Regions from separate parts of the Pan troglodytes genome. Here regions 2 and 3 are each linked to region 1. Evidence: chromatin contacts called from public HiChIP or PLAC-seq data. All regions are on one chromosome and are shown on one strand. The core of a region is the stretch at or near the end of the contact, and the rest is flanking DNA. Distances in the headings are between cores, read along the strand shown. Region 1 holds the start of UNC119 (unc-119 lipid binding chaperone). Region 2 holds the start of SLC46A1 (solute carrier family 46 member 1). Region 3 holds the start of SARM1 (sterile alpha and TIR motif containing 1).

The links. HiChIP or PLAC-seq counts read pairs in DNA pulled down with a chosen protein or histone mark.
Region 2: an H3K4me3 HiChIP or PLAC-seq map of stem cell-derived excitatory neurons shows a contact between it and region 1, with 3 times the contacts expected there. The contact joins the promoter of SLC46A1 here to the promoter of UNC119 in region 1. A contact is called at or near these places in 1 of 7 Hi-C or Micro-C datasets (stem cell-derived neural progenitor cells) and 1 of 1 datasets of contacts at active chromatin or transcription factors (stem cell-derived excitatory neurons).
Region 3: an H3K4me3 HiChIP or PLAC-seq map of stem cell-derived excitatory neurons shows a contact between it and region 1, with 3 times the contacts expected there. The contact joins the promoter of SARM1 here to the promoter of UNC119 in region 1. A contact is called at or near these places in 1 of 7 Hi-C or Micro-C datasets (stem cell-derived neural progenitor cells) and 1 of 1 datasets of contacts at active chromatin or transcription factors (stem cell-derived excitatory neurons).

What each region holds. Positions count from the first base shown.
Region 1 is chr19:39,031,722-39,034,421 of NHGRI_mPanTro3-v2.0_pri, forward strand. UNC119 (unc-119 lipid binding chaperone) reads left to right here and starts at 1,413. Exons shown (of 5, transcript XM_001145903.8): 1 at 1,413-1,713. The coding sequence starts at 1,494. PIGS (phosphatidylinositol glycan anchor biosynthesis class S) reads left to right here. Exons shown (of 12, transcript XM_511797.7): 12 at 1-664.
Region 2 is chr19:39,176,774-39,179,774 of NHGRI_mPanTro3-v2.0_pri, forward strand. SLC46A1 (solute carrier family 46 member 1) reads left to right here and starts at 1,332. Exons shown (of 5, transcript XM_016932193.4): 1 at 1,332-1,668; 2 at 2,086-2,938. The coding sequence starts at 1,441. It overlaps LOC129137668 (a long non-coding RNA gene), which reads right to left and starts at 2,191. Exons shown (of 4, transcript XR_010152926.1): 1 at 2,103-2,191; 2 at 606-714.
Region 3 is chr19:39,212,027-39,214,948 of NHGRI_mPanTro3-v2.0_pri, forward strand. SARM1 (sterile alpha and TIR motif containing 1) reads right to left here and starts at 1,268. Exons shown (of 9, transcript XM_003315537.7): 1 at 138-1,268. The coding sequence starts at 607. VTN (vitronectin) reads left to right here and starts at 2,186. Exons shown (of 8, transcript XM_001146856.6): 1 at 2,186-2,419; 2 at 2,513-2,632; 3 at 2,708-2,922. The coding sequence starts at 2,356.

The DNA of each region.
Region 1 (2,700 bases), core at 163-2,662:
GCTCAATCCTCCTCCACCACCAGGGGCCTCAAAAGGCACATCATCCGGGTCTCCTTATCTTGTTTGATAAGGCTGCTGCCTATCTCCCTCTGTGGCAAGGACTGTTTGTTCTTTTGCCCCATTTCTCAACATAGCACACTTGTGCACTGAGAGGAGGGAGCATTATGGGAAAGTCCCTCCCTTCCACACCTCTCTCTAGTCCCTGTGGGACAGCCCTAGCCCCTGCTGTCATGAAGGGGCCAGGCATTGGTCACCTGTGGGACCTTCTCCCTCACTCCCCTCCCTCCTAGTTGGCTTTGTCTGTCAGGTACAGTCTGGCGGGAGTCCAGGAGGCAGCAGCTCAGGACATGGTGTTTTTTGTGTGTGTGTGTGTGTGTGTGTGTGTGTGTGTGTGTGTGTGTGTGTGAGAGAGGTTCCAGAAAGTTCCAGATTTGGAATCAAACAGTCCTGAATTCAAATCCTTGTTTTTGCACTTATTGTCTGGAGAGCTTTGGATAAGGTATTGAATCTCTCTGAGCCTCAGTTTTTCATTTGTTCAAATGGCACTGATGATGTCTCCCTTACAAGATGGTTGTGAGGATTAAATGTGATCAGCATGTAAAGTGTCTGGCGTATAGTAGGCTCTTAATAAATACTGACTGAATATGAATTGGAATGATACAAAGTCTGAGCTCTACTCTTTCTGCATTCACGCGTAATAAGTAAGTTTCCTGGTGTTTGTCCTCCTGTGCCCACAGGTCCACTTTGCTTCCACGTGGCCATGTGCCCTTCCTAGCTGGATTGCCCAAGGCTGTTAGCATCTGCTTTTTACCTGAGATACTAATTCATCAGGTCAAAAAAAAAAAAAAAAAAAAAAAAAAAAAAGTCTTGAGCACCAGCTGCAGGGAGCCTTCTGCTAGGTACAGGGGTCCTACAGAGAACAAAGTAGGCAGGACCAGTGCTTTCACAGAGCTGAGCTTTCAGGGGGAAGAGTCAGCGGACAAATAAAAATAATTTCACATAATGCATTAGAAAGACAAAAACAGGCTGGTCAGATAGTGACTGAGGGGGAAGGACTTCAGACTGGGTGTGAGGGAGGCCCTTTGAGCAGATGACATTTGAGCTGTAACTAGGAGAAAAGAGGCCATCTGGGGAAGACCATCCAAGCAGAGACCCTGAGCCTGGAACTCACGGGCAGAAAGGCTGGAACACCATGAGTAAGCGGAGAGGTAGTCAGGACCCCACTAGTACCAGTACAAGAAAGTGTTAGAAAAACAGAATGAAGCCCAGGGCAGGATACCCCGACTCCCATCCCCTGCGTCCGCCGCATTTCGGGAGGGTTGGGCCGGGCGGCGGGCGGGATCAGCGCAGGGCCCACCCCAGGGGCGGGGCCGGGGCGGGGCAGTACCTGGGGCCCCGGCCGGGGGCGGGGCTGCGGATGCTCCCCCTTCCCCCGGCTCCAGCCGGCGCAGGCAGCGGCGGCAGCAGCAGGCGAGCCGCGGCCCCGCAAGGCCATGAAGGTGAAGAAGGGCGGCGGTGGGGCCGGGACGGGGACGGAGCCCGCTCCGGGGCCCTCGGGCCCGAGCGTGGCCCCCATACCACAGCCGCCTGCGGAATCCGAATCTGGGTCCGAGTCGGAGCCGGACGCAGGCCCAGGGCCCAGGCCGGGGCCGCTGCAGAGGAAGCAGCCGATCGGGCCGGAGGACGTGCTGGGGCTGCAGCGGATCACCGGTGGTGAGCACCCGCTAGGGAGCGCCGCCCGCGGGTGGGAAGGGGAGAGGGTGCGAGGGGCCCTCCCGGCGCGCCAAGCCCTGGCCCCCGCCCCCTTTCCCGCCTCCCCTCCCCCACCGAGTCCCCTCTCCTGTGTCCCCTGCTCTCCCTTCTGCCGCCAGGTCTGAGATCTCTGTGTACCCCCTTCCCTTGATCTCTCTCTGTGCCTCCTTCTTCTCCCTTTCGAGATTTATTCCTTCCTTTTCCAGGGGCCCGTCCCCTTTTCCCAGCGTGGAGGTACGTGCGGCAGCAGCTGCAACCATAGCCCTGTAGCTGTGGAGTCTCCAGAGCGCTTTGAGGCCCGTCCCTGCACTAATGAGGAGAGGGGCTGAGTGCAGCCTGTCCTCAGCCCCCACGCTGGAGGCTAGGTGGAGGCTGAGTTACTTGGGAGGCATTCAGACTCTTCATGTCTCCCCAACCATTAATACCCTCACCCTGATCCTCCAGGAAGACTTGGGCCATTTTCTTCCCCGGGAAAGAAACTGAGCAGGCAGCTTTAGTGTGTTGGCTGTGGTTCCTCTCATGGGGAGTGGCATAATGTCCCTCCAAGCCTGGACTAGCACCTGTCCTCTTCTGGAGGCTCTGTCATCAAGGGAGGCTTGGTCTCCACTGTGGTTAAGAGTTTCTGAGCTGGACTGCCTGGGTTGGAGTTCCAACTCTGCCATATAATTGTCTGTGTGACCTTGGGCAAGTAACCTCACCTCTCTGAGCATGTCTTTTCATCTGTAAAATGGGGATAATGATACCTATCTCGTAAGATTATTGTGAAGATAAGTCCTCTGATTCTGTACAGTGCTTGGCATCTATGCATGCTGTGTACATTGGGCTCTTTGATCAGTAGTATTTTTGGGCCCTACAGGGCTGCTCATAGCTGCTGCCTGGAGTCAAACAACTTGGCTTTCAGGGCAGGGGAGGGGGTCATCATAGGCAGGGAACGAGGGCTAGGAAACC
Region 2 (3,001 bases), core at 82-2,581, 140 kb after region 1:
ACGGGCCTGGTGAGGGCTTTGTCTATTTCCTTTCCTGTTGTGGTCCTGGAGTCCCCCAGCACAGTGCCTGGCACGTAAGGGGCACTCAGTAAATGAGCTGAATGAATGAAAGATAGGGGAGTAAGGCAGGTAATGCTGTTCCTTTTTACAGGCAATAAAACAGAGGCCCAGACAGGGTCTGACCTCCTCAGCAGCAGAGCAGGTGACTGCCTTCTGGCCTAATTCCTATAATGGGAGCCACCCAGGAGCATAGGTTCACACCCAAGGACCTCCCAGGCCCTCCCCCATCTTCTCTAAGGGAACTGCAGAGCCAGGCCCTGCCTGAACCCAGAAACAAGACTAGTTTCCCAGGAAAAGATCCTAGGGCAGGAGTGGAGCAAGTGACATCTTGTTTTTTATTTTATTTTTATTTTATATTTTTTGAGACAGGGTCTTGCTCTGTCACCCAGGCTGGAGTGCAGTGGTGCGATCTCAGCCCACTGCAACCTCTGCCTCCTGGGCTTAATTGATCCTCCCACCTCAGCCACCCGAGTACCTGGGACTACAGGTATCTGCTACTACGCCTGGCTAATTTTTGTGTATTTTTTGTAGAGACAGGGTTTTACCGTGTTGCCCAGATTGGTCTCGAACTCCTGGGTTCAAGCGATCCATGCGCCTCAGCCTCCCAAAGTGCTGGGATTACAGGTGTGAGCCACCACTCGCAGACGTGACAGCCTGTTAATAGCAATAATAGCACTTTGAATATACCAGACACTGCTTTTCCACAACTTTTTGAGACATGTTTTGTTAGCAACTCCATTTTACAGATGAAAAAACAGAGGCTCAGGGTGGTAAGTGGCATGCCGAAGGTAGTGGCAGAGCCTAGGTGTTCCAACCCAGGCAGCTGGGCTCAGCCCACTCCGATCCTCTCCAGCTGCCTCTCTGTTAACAGCGCAGAACATCAGCAGCATCAGGAGTCATGTGCTCTTCCAGCTCTGCCTTGAGTACCCGATGACCTCGTTTCCTCAGCGGTAGATAGCGATGGTTAATATTGGCTAGCCTGTAGAGTTAGCGGGAGACCAACGCACAAAAAGGGTTTAATACCGTGCCCAGCACATAGTAAGTGGTCAATACATGTTAATTGTTGATATTCTTGTTATCTGTGGTGTGTCTGGGCCGGGAGGGAGGGCTGCAGGGCGGTGTCTACGCACACTTTACGGGTGAGGTCATCCCGCGGGCTAGGGGTGCCGGGCCCCTCGCTGGCCCACGCCCAGCCAGGTGCACCCGCGGCGAGAGTCCGGTGGCCTCAGGTCACAGGCCCCTCCCCGCCGGACATTTAAGGAGGGACGCCGGGCGCAGGCGCAGACAGCGCAAGCCCCACGCCACGCGTCGCTGGTCCCAGGCAGCGAGTCGCTCGCGCGCCCCGCCGCCCGCCTGGCGACAGCTCCGCCGCGCACGCACATGGAGGGGAGCGCGAGCCCCCCGGAAAAGCCCCGCGCCCGCCCTGCGGCTGCCGTGCTGTGCCGGGGCCCGGTAGAGCCGCTGGTCTTCCTGGCCAACTTTGCCTTGGTCCTGCAGGGCCCGCTCACCACGCAGTATCTGTGGCACCGCTTCAGCGCCGACCTCGGCTACAATGGCACCCGCCAAAGGGGGGGCTGCAGCAACCGCAGCGCGGACCCCACCATGCAGGTAGCGGGGCGGCGAGGAGCCTGGCAGGTGGAGGGCCCTGGGCTGGAGCGTGGGGGCAGCGGAGGGGCGGGGCCTGCGTAATGGTAGTGGCGGGTAACTGGAGGGAGGGTGCATTTTGGATGGTGGGCGGGACCAGAGCAAAGGGGCCTGACCGAGAACCTCAGCGGGTGGGATGCGAAAAGCTGAGCTAAAGTCTGGCCTTGCAGGTTAACAAAAGCGGGGGAAAGGAAAGGGAATGGGGCCTTGGTCCATGTCCTTCCCCCTCTCCACTGGCAGATTTTGAAAGCTGTGCTAAGATTCTCTGAGGTTTAGGGCTCCAAAGGAAGTCCTCATCCCTGTAGCTCCCGGGATGGCGAGGATTTGGGGATTGTGGAACCCAGAGTGAGGAACCGCACCCTGGTCATTGTGCCCCTACAGGAAGTGGAGACCCTTACCTCCCACTGGACCCTCTACATGAACGTGGGCGGCTTCCTGGTGGGGCTCTTCTCGTCCACCCTGCTGGGAGCTTGGAGCGACAGTGTGGGCCGCCGCCCCCTGCTAGTGCTGGCCTCGCTGGGCCTGCTGCTCCAGGCCCTAGTGTCCGTTTTTGTGGTGCAGCTGCAGCTCCACGTCGGCTACTTCGTGCTGGGTCGCATCCTTTGTGCCCTCCTCGGCGACTTCGGTGGCCTTCTGGCTGCTAGCTTTGCGTCCGTGGCAGATGTCAGCTCCAGCCGCAGCCGCACCTTCCGGATGGCCCTGCTGGAAGCCAGCATCGGGGTGGCTGGGATGCTGGCAAGCCTCCTCGGGGGCCACTGGCTCCGGGCCCAGGGTTATGCCAACCCCTTCTGGCTGGCCTTGGCCTTGCTGATAGCCATGACTCTCTATGCAGCTTTCTGCTTTGGTGAGACCTTAAAGGAGCCAAAGTCCACCCGGCTCTTCACGTTCCGTCACCACCGATCCATTGTCCAGCTCTATGTGGCTCCCGCCCCAGAGAAGTCCAGGAAACATTTAGCCCTCTACTCACTGGCCATCTTCGTGGTGATCACTGTGCACTTTGGGGCCCAGGACATCTTAACCCTTTATGAACTAAGCACACCCCTCTGCTGGGACTCCAAACTAATCGGCTATGGTTCTGCAGCTCAGCATCTCCCCTACCTCACCAGCCTGCTGGCCCTGAAGCTCCTGCAGTACTGCCTGGCCGATGCCTGGGTAGCTGAGATCGGCCTGGCCTTCAACATCCTGGGGATGGTGGTCTTTGCCTTTGCCACTATCACGCCTCTCATGTTCACAGGTAAAGTGTGTGGGCTCAGGGACAGCTTGTCCCAGAGGCACTGGGTAAGAACTGGGGGCCGGC
Region 3 (2,922 bases), core at 18-2,517, 180 kb after region 1:
TGACCCCTAACAGAGATGTAGTGCAGGCAGTCAGAGAGGTGAGGGAGGCAAAGGCACGGCGCAAGGCACACGGGAACGCAGGCGCTTAACTGTCCACACCACGCGGCGCTCTCCCAACCCCGGCCTGGCGCGCTCACCGGTTCTCAGCCACCAGGATCTGCTCCAGCAGGCGCGCGGCCTGCACACGCGTCTCCAACTCCGGCGCCTGCAGCAGCCGCAACAGCAGGTCGAGGCCGCCATCGAGGCGGATGGCGTCGCACAGACCCTGGGCTACCTCGCGGCCCACGGCCGGCAGCAGCCAGGCCTCCTCCACCAGTTGGAAGACCTCGGCCAGGCCGGCGCCCACGGCCCGCGCGCCGCCCGCCTGCTTCAGCGCGGACAAGGCCTGCTGCAGCTCCGGCAGCGCGCGCTCCAGGGCGTCCTGCACCTCGGTGCCTGCCCCCGGCGACACTTCGCGGGGCCCGCGGCCACCCGCAGCCCACCATGGGCCCGTGCCACCGCCCCCATCTGGCCCAGGCACCGCCAGCCGCTCGGCGCCCGGCCGTGGGCCCGACATGGCGAAGAAGCGACACAGCTTGTAGGCGGAGAGGAGCAGCGTCAGGACCATGGGCGCGGGGCCGCGGGGGACATCCCCGGCCTGGAGGCGGGGCCACGCGGAGAGACCCGGGTTTTGGGAAAAGAGGGACCCGAGAGGGGTCGGGGAAAGAAGATGGAGGGGGAGGAATGGAGAGAAGGGTACCAGGCAAGGGTGCCGGTCAGAAGTTTGGGGGAGGAGTGTCGGCAGGATCGGGGGAGCGGTTGGCAAAGGTGATGCAGGCCCAGATGCAGGGAGTGGGCGAAAGGAGAGAGCGAGCAGGCGAGGGATGGCTCCGGACGCCGGAGGGTAGAGGAGGCGGCGGCTGGAACAAAGCGTGGCCTGGGCACGGGCTCTGCTGAGCTGGGAGATGCTCGGCAGCAGCCACGCCCCGGAGCAGCAGCGGTCCCCGGGCCGACGCCCCGCCTCTGGGTCCCGCGGGGCTCCTCCAGCCTCCTGCGCAGCCCCACCCCCAAGCCGTCCCCAGCCACGCCCACGCCCCTGGCCAGCCTTCCCTAGCCCCTCGGTCAGTCGCAGCCGCCACCCCCTACGCTGGACTTGGAGAAAGGGGGTGGAGAATAAGAGGACGCTCTCCGTTCTCCGCCCCGCCTCCCCGCCCCACGTGACATCGGTACGTGGGAGCAACACCGCTGGATGCCCCCTCCCTACTAAGTGGTTAAAACAATCATCATAACTCTTAAGGCCCTTTTATGGCTGTTTCTCAGCGAAACCTCACAACATGCCTATGGGGTGGGAATTGATGTTCCATTCCACAGCTGACTCCACTGAAGCCCATGAGGAAGAAATTGGCCCAAATCACAGTCCCCTCTGATTACAGAACAGAAAAAGTCAGCTAAAATCTCAGGATCACTTTTTTCAGGTGATGGGAGGATTTCAGAAGTTCTGTGGACACCTGAAATTGGGCACAAAATCAGGTGTTTCATGCCAGTGGGCATTTTCCAGGTAGAGGGATCATATTTCTCTTGAGAGTCTAAAAGTGTGTTGAACAAGCCCACTCTTTACAGATGGGGAGACTGAGGCTGGGGACAGGGAGTGGCTCAGAAAAGACTCAGAAATTAAATCCAGTCCAGTGGGTTGATATTTACCCAAATTTCCAGCCTGGGGAGATTGATGCACCCAAGAGAAGAACCCAGAAATGAAACTTTGTTCTTTTATGCTAAAAAATAAAATTCCCCGGAGTGCTTACAATCTCTCCTCCCACTCCCTTTTTCCTGCCCTAAATAAATAATGGCGAATGAGCACCCAGCCAGGGATGTGTCTGATCAAACAATCATGGATCAATATCTATGTTTGGAGAAGGAATTTGTGGCTGCTCCAGCTACTGGGCATTTTGTCTGTTCCAGTTCATGTAATCTCCCAACACCCCATGAAGCAAGGCTTTGTTAATCCTATTTTACTGAAAATGAACTAAGACTCAGAGAGATAAAGCTGTTGCCCAATGAGCCTTCTTTCTGCCCTCCAGACCCACGGTGCTAATTCCCCTTCTGATGACCTAATGATTCTGAGCTTGGCAAAGGTCTTATCTCCCAGCTCTCCCAGGCCCAGTGTTCCAGGAATGTGACCTTTGCTGCAGCAGCCGCTGGAGGGGGCAGAGGGGATGGGCTGGAGGTTGAGCAAACAGAGCAGCAGAAAAGGCAGTTCCTCTTCTCCAGTGCCCTCCTTCCCTGTCTCTGCCTCTCCCTCCCTTCCTCAGGCATCAGAGCAGAGACTTCAGGGAGACCAGAGCCCAGCTTGCCAGGCACTGAGCTAGAAGCCCTGCCATGGCACCCCTGAGACCCCTTCTCATACTGGCCCTGCTGGCATGGGTTGCTCTGGCTGACCAAGGTACAGGGGAGTGTTGGTGGCCATCTGGGTCAGTGTAGGGAGGGCGAGGGTGGTCTGGGCTTGGTGGCACCGACTGACACTCCTTCCTCATAGAGTCATGCAAGGGCCGCTGCACTGAGGGCTTCAACGCGGACAAGAAGTGCCAGTGTGACGAGCTCTGCTCTTACTACCAGAGCTGCTGCACAGACTATACGGCTGAGTGCAAGCCCCAAGGTGTGTTCAGAGCCCAGGTGGGTGGGCTGGGGTGCCCCCTGCTGCTGGAGACTCACTACCATCCACTCTCTGCAGTGACTCGCGGGGATGTGTTCACTATGCCGGAGGATGAGTACACGGTCTATGACGATGGCGAGGAGAAAAACAATGCCACCGTCCACGAACAGGTGGGGGGCCCCTCCCTGACCTCTGACCTCCAGGCCCAGTCCGAAGGGAATCCTGAGCAGACACCTGTTCTGAAACCTGAGGAAGAGGCCCCTGCGCCTGAGGTGGGCGCCTCTAAGCCTGAG